Regions from separate parts of the Pan troglodytes genome. Here region 1 is linked to region 2. Evidence: chromatin contacts called from public Hi-C data. All regions are on one chromosome and are shown on one strand. The core of a region is the stretch at or near the end of the contact, and the rest is flanking DNA. Distances in the headings are between cores, read along the strand shown.

Region 1 (4,553 bases), core at 508-3,007, 490 kb before region 2:
AATTTTGTTGTGGCAGTCCAAAGAAAGGAAGCTGACACAGGGAGAGAAACAGAGGTGGGGGGCAGAGAGAGGACCCTTGGGCTCCTGCTGGTTTACACAAGTCCTCGAAGCCCTTGAGTTCTTGAGAAGCCCCCGTATCCATCCAACAACTGCCCTTTCCTGAGTGAGCTGGTCGAAGCCACTTGCTGTGACTTCTAATAAATCTCAAGCCCTTATATATGACTGTGTCCTAGCCTTCCACTGAGATCAGGGGTACCTGCAGGGTGCAGTCGGGGAAGGGGACAGCTGGGCAGAGTCCCCTGAGCCAGAAGGCAAGCGCTGGTCAGTGAGTCGAGGTGGGAACTGCCACTACACAGCCCCCTTTCTCAAAGGGGCCAATCCCCCCCCAACCCAAAGAGTCAGCTAGGCTCCCAGGGCAGCAGGCCAGGCATCCGGCCTGAGGCTACCACTTGGATATCAGGTGGGGGGCAGGCACTTTGCTGAAAGCTGCTCATTTTGTTTTTAATACCCTCATCCTATAATCGAGTGCTGTTCCTTACTATTTATCCTCCAAGTACAAAGTTGGGTGATGTCTGGGCCACTGTGGCTCCTGGGTGAGTGTAGGTGACAAGAGAAAAGTAACTCCTGACAAGCAGAGGGAAGACCTGCTGGAATAGGCGAGTTTAAGACACCGAAGGCGGGAGGGGGTTTGGAGGAAAGGGGTTCCACTGTCACCTGCTGCCCTCCAGAGGCCAGCTCTCTCTCGGGCCAGGGGAGCTGGATCCCCTGGCTGGCTCGACCTGAAGAGGGCCACAGAGGCTGCAAGCAGGGCTTCAAGAGACGGTGTGCAACGGATTTCTCCGGGCATGGGGCAGGCAAGGTTTCAGGAACGCCGAAGAAAAGGAAATTCTCATATTAATAATTATATTCTCATATTATTATTTATATAAATTCTCATATTATTAATTCTTATTAAGAATCTTGAGGTGACTTGTGGGCAGAGGTGCGGAGGAGGGTGGAGAAGGGAAGGGAAAGAAGGGAAGGGTGAGACCAAGACTCAAGGCAACCTGGGAAATCACCCGATCCTCTTTTCCACTCTCCTCTTCGCACTCCCCAGATGAAGGTCAACAGATTCTTTCCCGTTTCTTCATCAGCCTGAACGGAGCAGCGACACTTATCCTTGCCCTGCGCCCTGTGCCTCTGGCATGGCCACTCTCCAGTCTATTTAAAAATGATTTTCACCCTGTTCAGCGGATGCTGCACATTTAGTGTTCCACAAACATTATATCTGATCATCCTCCACAGGGTAAACTTTTGTCTCATCTTACAGGTGGGGAAAGCAATGCTCAGGGAAGTTAAATTACTCGTCCAAAGTCACGCGACCACTAAGCAGCTGGAGAGGGGATGCGAAGCCAAACTCCAAGTACCCTCCAGGTTTCCGCAACTCACTGGGCGGCTCACACTTTCGCGCTCGCGCCCCGCCTCCCCGTCCCACCCCAGCGAGGGGCGTCCAGCCCGCCCCAAGAGGAGCGTGCCTCGGCCGCTAATCGCCCGCCGCCCCCGCCTCTGTTCACTGCCTAGAGACGCCCTGGCCGGCTTAGCCCGAGCCGACTCCGGGGGCCGCGCGACGCCGCCGATTGGCCGGCGGTAATTACGGGCACACTCCGGGTTGGGGGAGGGGCGATGGCGGCCTCCCGCGAGCATAAATTATGCAAATACCCGGGCGCTGCACGGAGATGACCTGCCGCCTCGCTCCATTCACCCGGGCTGCCGCGGGGGCGGAGGTGGCAAGGGAGGGGGGCGCCCATTGTTGCGCCGGGTACTTAAGGGGTCCTGAGGCCAGTCGTGTGCCACACTCGGTGCTCACACGAGCTGATCTGATCGCCGGCGACATCACTCAGGAGACCGGCCGGGCGCGTGGCCCCTGCAGGCGAGGCGAGGAGGCCAGGCCAAGTTCTCCGTGCGCCCCTGCACCCTTCCAGGCTCTCGCACCCGCAACTGGCACAGAGTAACAACCCCAGGCTGTTGGGAACGTAAGTGCGCCCTGGCGGCTCTGCCCTCAGTCCGGGCTGCAGCGCTCTGAGCGCCTTTCTATCTGTCCGTCGGTCCTGCACAGCGCAACGATGCCAGCCCCCCTTGAGACCCGCATCTCCGACCTCGACTGCGCCAGCAGCAGCGGCAGTGACCTATCCGGCTTCCTCACCGACGAGGAAGACTGTGCCAGACTCCAACAGGCAGCCTCCGCTTCGGGGCCGCCCGCGCCGGCCCGCAGGGGCGCGCCCAATATCTCCCGGGCGTCTGAGGTTCCAGGGGCACAGGACGACGAGCAGGAGAGGCGGCGGCGCCGCGGCCGGACGCGGGTCCGCTCCGAGGCGCTGCTGCACTCGCTGCGCAGGAGCCGGCGCGTCAAGGCCAACGATCGCGAGCGCAACCGCATGCACAACTTGAACGCGGCCCTGGACGCACTGCGCAGCGTGCTGCCCTCGTTCCCCGACGACACCAAGCTCACCAAAATCGAGACGCTGCGCTTCGCCTACAACTACATCTGGGCTCTGGCCGAGACACTGCGCCTGGCGGATCAAGGGCTGCCCGGAGGCGGTGCCCGGGAGCGCCTCCTGCCGCCGCAGTGCGTCCCCTGCCTGCCCGGTCCCCCAAGCCCCGCCAGCGACGCGGAGTCCTGGGGCTCAGGTGCCGCCGCCGCCTCCCCGCTCTCTGACCCCAGTAGCCCAGCCGCCTCCGAAGACTTCACCTACCGCCCCGGCGACCCTGTTTTCTCCTTCCCAAGCCTGCCCAAAGACTTGCTCCACACGACGCCCTGTTTCATCCCTTACCACTAGGCCCTTTATAGACACCGTTACTTTCCCCCTCCCCTAGTCAGCAGGCAATAGATGGGGCCCCAGCTGCCGCCTCGGGACCCCCTCTCCAGGCGGAGGGAGGAAGCGGGAGCTTTAAAGCAGTCGGGGATACCTGAGCCGCTTGTTAGGTCGCCGCACCCTCGCGGCGGATGCTTCTTGGTCTGTTTCTCCGGCCCTCAGCCCAGCGCCCCTCCTGCCCGCCCCTAGACGGCCTTTCCTTTTGCACTTTCTGAACTCCACAAAACCTCCTTTGTGACTGGCTCAGAACTGACCCCAGCCACCACTTCAGTGTGATTTAGAAAAGGGACAGATCAGCCCCTGAAGACGAGGTGAAAAGTCAATTTTACAATTTGTAGAACTCTAATGAAGAAAAACGAGCATGAAAATTCGGTTTGAGCCGGCTGACAATACAATGAAAAGGCTTAAAAAGCAGAGACAAGGAGTGGGCTTCATGCATTATGGATCCCGACCCCCACCACTGCAGGCTCGCTCTAGGAAGAACTGGAGACTCTTGCTTAGCTATTCAGGCACAGGGCTGGAGAGTACTTTAATTTATTCAAGATGCTTCATTCATATGAAAATGTATTTTTGTACATAAAGAGTTTATTCTATTATGAGCTATCAAAGTTTACATTTTTGTACTGCAGACGCTTCCTGTAAATAAAAACTAAAAATAAGTCGCCAAGTTTCTTGCCTAATATTAGTGTCTCTAGGGCTTTTCTTGCTTTTCCCTGCTGGCTCAACCACTAAAGTGAAACACTATCCCACTCACCTCCAAAGCCTCCGTTCCTGTTTCAAAAACAATTTAAAAATAAAACGCACCTGATTTCCACCAAGAAACGGATAAAGACAGACTAGGGCATTTGGGATCTGTCATTCCTTTCACCTTGTAAACACAAGGGAGATCTTTCAGGCTCCCCATAAGCCAATTAAGACTTTTTAGTAGGGAATTAGCCCCGGATCCGCAGCTACCTGTTGAGGTAGGGGCAGTGGGAGAGTCTTTCTTTTGAGGAACTCCACATCAGCTGGCTCTGTGTTTCAAAGAGAGGGGATTAAAAAGATCAATACAGTGTGATCACTGGTTAGGAAGTCCCAGTGACAGGTGGGCCTAGGCTAGGCAAGCAGAAGGGTCCACTCTTATAACAGCCTATTTAGAGGGGGAAATTAATTTGTAAACAATGCCTCCAAATTGTTGTCCATTGAGGCCGAGTTCACCCTGTCTGTGAGGTGTGGGATGAATCATGCTGGTGTGGTGTCCTGAGTGGGGTGTGTAGCTGCCTAAGATTGTGAGCTAGGGTGCCTGCATTCTTCTCAACCCCCATCCCCCCAACACACACACACACACTTAACACCCGCTGTGGCCCATAGTGGTGGGGAAGGGGGGGGCACACAGAGGGAGGGCTCGGGTGCAGGGCTTGCTCAGCCAGGCCTCAGGGGCAATAGCTAAAGCTTTCATTTGATGCCAGAGAAATCAGCTGCCCAAACTCAGTGGGGATTTTTCTGGCTGCAGTGTGTTTGTCTGTTGTCTGACAATTAGCTAACAGCATCAGCTAGTAGCAGTTTTTGTTTTAAAATTTTAGAATGTGGGTAATTACAAGAGGTAGTTCCTAAAATGCTTTTACTATTTCCTCAGCTCACAAGTTACCCCACATTATTAAGACCAGATCTCGGCCAGGAATGGTGGCTCATGTCTGTAATCCCAGCACTTTGGGAGGCCCA
Region 2 (4,796 bases), core at 496-2,995:
GTAGCCAAGACTCATTTCATGGAGGGAGATCTCAGCTTGGAAGAAGGCAGGAGTCACTGAGCCTCCCCAGTCCAAACCCCTGAGAAGTGTCCTCCCTCTGGCCTCAGACCCTGCATCCTGTGGTCACAGACCCACAGTGAGAAAGGACCAGGCCCTAAGGAGCTGTGCTGTCTCTCCACGGCCCAGAGCAGGGGATGGGGATGGGGATGGGGATGGGGGTGGGGGTGGGGATGGGGGTGGGGGTGGGGGTGCTTTGGACTAACGTGGAGGGAATGGAAGGCAGGCCTGGTTCCACCCTGCATGCCTGACCCTGGCCCCAGCAGCCCCCACAAGGAGCTCAGCTGACCCTGGGTGTCTCCCTGTGATGGGAAGGGGTAAGGCGAGGACTCAAAGGCAGAACCTGCAGAGTGCCCCAGACGCTGATACCTGCGCAGTCAGTGCCACCCACCCAGGAGTTGAGGAGGCACTGGGTTTTGGGGTGAGGACACTGGACACCTCCCTGCTTCTTTCCCAGGCAGACAATCCTGGCGCAGCTCCCTTGGGTTGCTGTGTCTGGTGGAGCTGATCACAGGTGAGGGGCAGAGGGCAGTCTGGGGTCCGCCTATGGCCAGAGGAGCAGGTCAGGGCGGCGCCTTGCCGCCCCAGCTGTGGCCTGTTTGCTCAAGACGCTGAGGTCTCGGGGCCAGCTAACAATTGTTGAGCAAAATCCTTCGACAAACTTCACCTACGTGCAAGGACTCGAGGAGGGAATCACTCTTAGGAGTGGGAGAGTAATGTCTTTGCCTGTGCCCAGTGAAGGCCCATTGGAGCTGCAGCTCAGCTACCACTGTGTGGGAGAGAAACTGGAAGACTGAGGGCTTCCTGGGCTGCTGGCCTAGGGTTGGGAGACAGCAGTCACCTGGCTTACCAGGCCTGTGCCTGAAGCCCTGGGAAGCCAGGACGCAGGCCCCAGGCTGGGACAAAGCTACCCTGAAGGAGGGCAAAGGCTGCCAAGGCCAACCCCATGCCTGCCAAGGCCAGGCCTGGCCCATTTGGCCAAGGCGTAAGGTGTAAAACAAGGGGAGAGGTACAAGAGGCTGTGGGGTCTGGCTGGGATCCTTGGGGTCTTCCTTCTGCATTCTCCAAACGCCTAGAGCCAGCAGAAACGTTTCGTCTGATTAGAAGCCATCATTTCTATCCCAATCCCGGAAAATTGACTGCGGTGCAGAGAGGGAGGCCTGAGAAGCAGCCTTAGGGGAGAAGGTCCAAGCTAATTAGGAGGCAGCATCCGGGGGCCCATTAGAGCGCAGGCTGCTGTCACTCAGCCGGGCTGAGTTCCCGGGAGAAGAGGCTGGAGAAGGAGGGGCAGGCGGCCCCTCGACGAGGACACCGCTGGGAGCTGCCGGAACGGGCCCCGGGCTCTGCCCCCGCCCCGGCGCTGGCTCGAAGGCGCCCGCTCGGTGCGATCCTGTTCGGCAAACATTCACTCATCCTGGGCTGTTCTCGCCAGGGCTGGGGACTTCGAGGCGGCCGAGACGGGAGTTGATTCTAGGCGAAACAAGTCATTTGAGGCCTGAGGTGTGCACGAGCCGCCCGGGACTTGCAGGCCAGATGCGTTTCTTTTGTGAGGCCGAGGGAGAACTCGGTGTGTCACCGGGGAAGGAGGGAGAGGCGCGGCGAGGCCGCGGGGGGCGGGGAGGCGGCGGGAAGGTGGCTGCGGAGGGGGAGGGCGCGGGCGAGGCAGGGAGGGAGGGAGGGCGGCAGAGAGGGCGCGGCGGCGCGGGCGGCTTGGGGCTGGATTCCGCCCGCGCTCCCTCGCTCGCTCGCTCCCTCCCCAGCCCCCTCCCACCCAGGCCCACCCCACCCAGCACCCCTGGCGCAGGGACTGCTGGAACCTGGCTGTGCGCGCTGTCGCTTTAAGACAGACTCTGCCGGCGCCGTCCGGAGCCTTAGAAACCGGCCCCGGATCGCGAGCCGGAGCCGGGGCCGGCCGGGCTGCTGAGGCCCGAGCGGCTGAGGCCCGAGCGGCAGGAGCGCAGCGCGGAGCGCTGAGCCAGGCGCCCGGTCGCGAGAAGCTGCCGCCGCCTCTGCCAGCCCGGCGCCGCAGCCCCGGGCGGTCCATGGGGCGGGCACGGCGTCGCTGCAGGCGCCGGCAGCCCTGGAGGGCAGCCGCTTAGGCGCTGCGCTCTTGTCCCCGCAGGTCGCAGCCAGGGCGGCGGGGCGCGCCCAGCCCCGGCCCCTGGAGCGCCCGCCGCGGTCCCCACCTCCATGGACGCCTTCAAGGGGGGCATGAGCCTGGAGCGGCTGCCGGAGGGGCTCCGGCCGCCGCCGCCGCCACCCCATGACATGGGGCCCGCCTTCCACCTGGCCCGGCCCGCCGACCCCCGCGAGCCGCTCGAGAACTCCGCCAGCGAGTCGTCTGACACGGAGCTGCCAGGTAAGCGCCGTTCCCCGCGCGGCGCGCACAGAGCCTACCCGGGCGCGGAGCACGGGGAGCTGGGAGCAGGGCCTGACGCCCGCGCCGCGCAACCAAGCTCCCTCTCCGCCCCAGAAGCGTCAGGAGCTTTCTTTTTCCCGTTCTCGACCTGACGGTGAACGCGGAAACTTACGCACACGCGAAGGCACTTCCACGCGGTCCCCACGCGCCAAGAGACTGGCAGATGCACGAGCCTACAGCTGGAGGGTTGGACTGACAGCCCCTCTTGATCAGGAGTAAATAGAACGGGAAAAAATTTGATTTGCGCAACTGGGCGCTAAGGAGCGGCTCGGACGAAGGGAGAGGAGGAGACCGAGAAAGGAATAGGGGTGACGGGCGAGAGAACGCACTCAGAGAGACAGGGAGGTTAACACCGTGACAGTAGACGACAGAATGAAAGAGACCAAAGAGAAGGGGCGGGCGGGAAGGGTAAACGGGGGGAGAGGGGTCATCAAGTAGAAGGGAGACACAGAGGACGGTGAGGGCGAGCGGGCCAACAGGCGCGGCCGGACTCCCAGCAAGGCCAGCCGGAACCCCGATCAAGGGATCCGGCCCACGTGCGCGGCCGAAGCCCGGAGCAGCCCGGCTCTGGCCCCCGCCCCGGCTCCTGCGCGTCTCCCTCCGCGCTGCCTTTTTTGTCCGAGCTGGAGCTTTTTTCCAGCAGCGAACTGGGCCCGCGGGTGGCCGGCGCGGGCAGTGGGGCAGCGAATCCGCTGCCCAGCGCAGCCGGCTGGGTTCCCGAGGGGCTCCGAGCTCCCCGGTGTGGGCGCCTCTTCTGCGTTCATTTCTTAATACACAGCTGAATGTTTCTCTCCACTTTCTTAGTATCTGTTTCTCTTTTGCATCCCTAAGTGATTTTTCTGAGAAGTTGTTTGCTTGGTTAAAACATAATCAACGCTGAACTATACTTTTGTTTTCAAAAGTTTTAAGCGCGGTCTTTGGTTGGTTTTATTTTTAAAACCTAGAGAGATATATAATCGTAGATTGATTTTTTGAACCAAATCTATGAGGATGAATTAATTTTAACTGTATCTTTCGATTCTGAAAGAATTAACATACGAAGTGTAGGTCTGGAATTTAAAATATCTACATGCAACATTATTCTTCCGGAGATTTTAAAAAGTCAATCCAAAATGGCGCGTTTCTCCGGAATTTTCTCAAAATCCATTTACAGTGGTGTTATTTGGGGAATTTAAATTATCTAACTATAATGTGTTTCTCTGGGATTTAAAAATTATCTCTACAAGGGCCTTATTGGGAAGGAGTTAAAAATCTATCTACAACGGTACATTATTTTTTTAAATCCCAGAGAAATAAATGCTTCTGTCAACCTGGAGTTTATACACTTACAGCTCTGTATTTAGTTAGGGGTGTGTTTGTACGGAGCTTTCTGGCTTCTTAATTTACATTTGCTCTGTGTTTCTTCCTGTCTGATTTTGAGAATTTGTGGCCCTTTCAGTGTCTTTAGGCATAGAGCTGTGAGCTTTTCTGGGCTTCTGTGTTTTGTTTTTAAACTCTTTTTCTTTATGTATTAATGTTTCTATGACTGCGTGTGTTTTGTGTAGCTTCAAAGAGAGACAGACTAAAGCCCGAGGTCACTTAGACAGAGTCTGTCTGTCTGGGCTGCAGTTGGTGGGGTTTTCTAGGCTTTGGGACTGGAGGCCTGGAAGCAAGGCCGAGAACCCGGCTGTGTTGTGCCTGCCCAGTGGGGCTCCCATACACCCCTGAGGAGAAGAAAGTGGAGGGGCTTTAGGCTGGAAAGATCTGATCCTAGTTCAGAAAAGCAGAGACCCCCTCAGATTTAGACCCCCTAAGAGCTCGCAAAACAAACAAACAAAAAGCATACATTTGCTGGGAACATCAGCAGCAGGGCCAGAATCTGAGCCGAGCTAAGGGTGCAGGCCCTGCCCAGCCAGGAACGCAGGCCCGCGGCTCCAGCTCCGATTCTTGGGCTCTTCTCCGCGGCACACCAGACTAGAGGTGCCTACTGACGACCAGCACCCGGCGGGCGCTTTCCAGTGGGGACAGTTCCCAGGAACCCTAGAGGGAGGGAGGGAGGGAAGACCGCCAGCGCTGGTGGCGAGCGGTTCGGTGGAGCCGGGACGGGGTGCAACGGGGCGTAAGCCCAGGTGACCCGCTCCCCGTCCTGCCTACTGCAGAGAAGGAGCGCGGCGGGGAACCCAAGGGGCCCGAGGACAGTGGTGCGGGAGGCACGGGCTGCGGCGGCGCAGACGACCCAGCCAAGAAGAAGAAGCAGCGGCGGCAACGTACGCACTTCACAAGCCAGCAGTTGCAAGAGCTAGAGGCCACGTTCCAGAGGAACCGCTACCCCGACATGAGC

Evidence for each region. Hi-C and Micro-C count contacts between places; a contact is called where the count stands out from the background.
Region 1: a contact with region 2 is called in a Hi-C map of induced pluripotent stem cells, with 4 times the contacts expected there. The contact joins the promoter of NEUROG1 here to the promoter of PITX1 in region 2. A contact is called at or near these places in 2 of 7 Hi-C or Micro-C datasets (both in induced pluripotent stem cells).

The regions. Positions count from the first base shown.
Region 1 is chr4:133,268,144-133,272,696 of NHGRI_mPanTro3-v2.0_pri, reverse strand. It overlaps NEUROG1 (neurogenin 1), which reads left to right and starts at 1,757. Exons shown (of 1, transcript XM_003310829.5): 1 at 1,757-3,511. The coding sequence starts at 2,103. The coding sequence ends at 2,816.
Region 2 is chr4:132,773,653-132,778,448 of NHGRI_mPanTro3-v2.0_pri, reverse strand. PITX1 (paired like homeodomain 1) reads left to right here and starts at 1,745. Exons shown (of 3, transcript XM_001168135.6): 1 at 1,745-2,416; 2 at 4,615-4,796. The coding sequence starts at 2,248.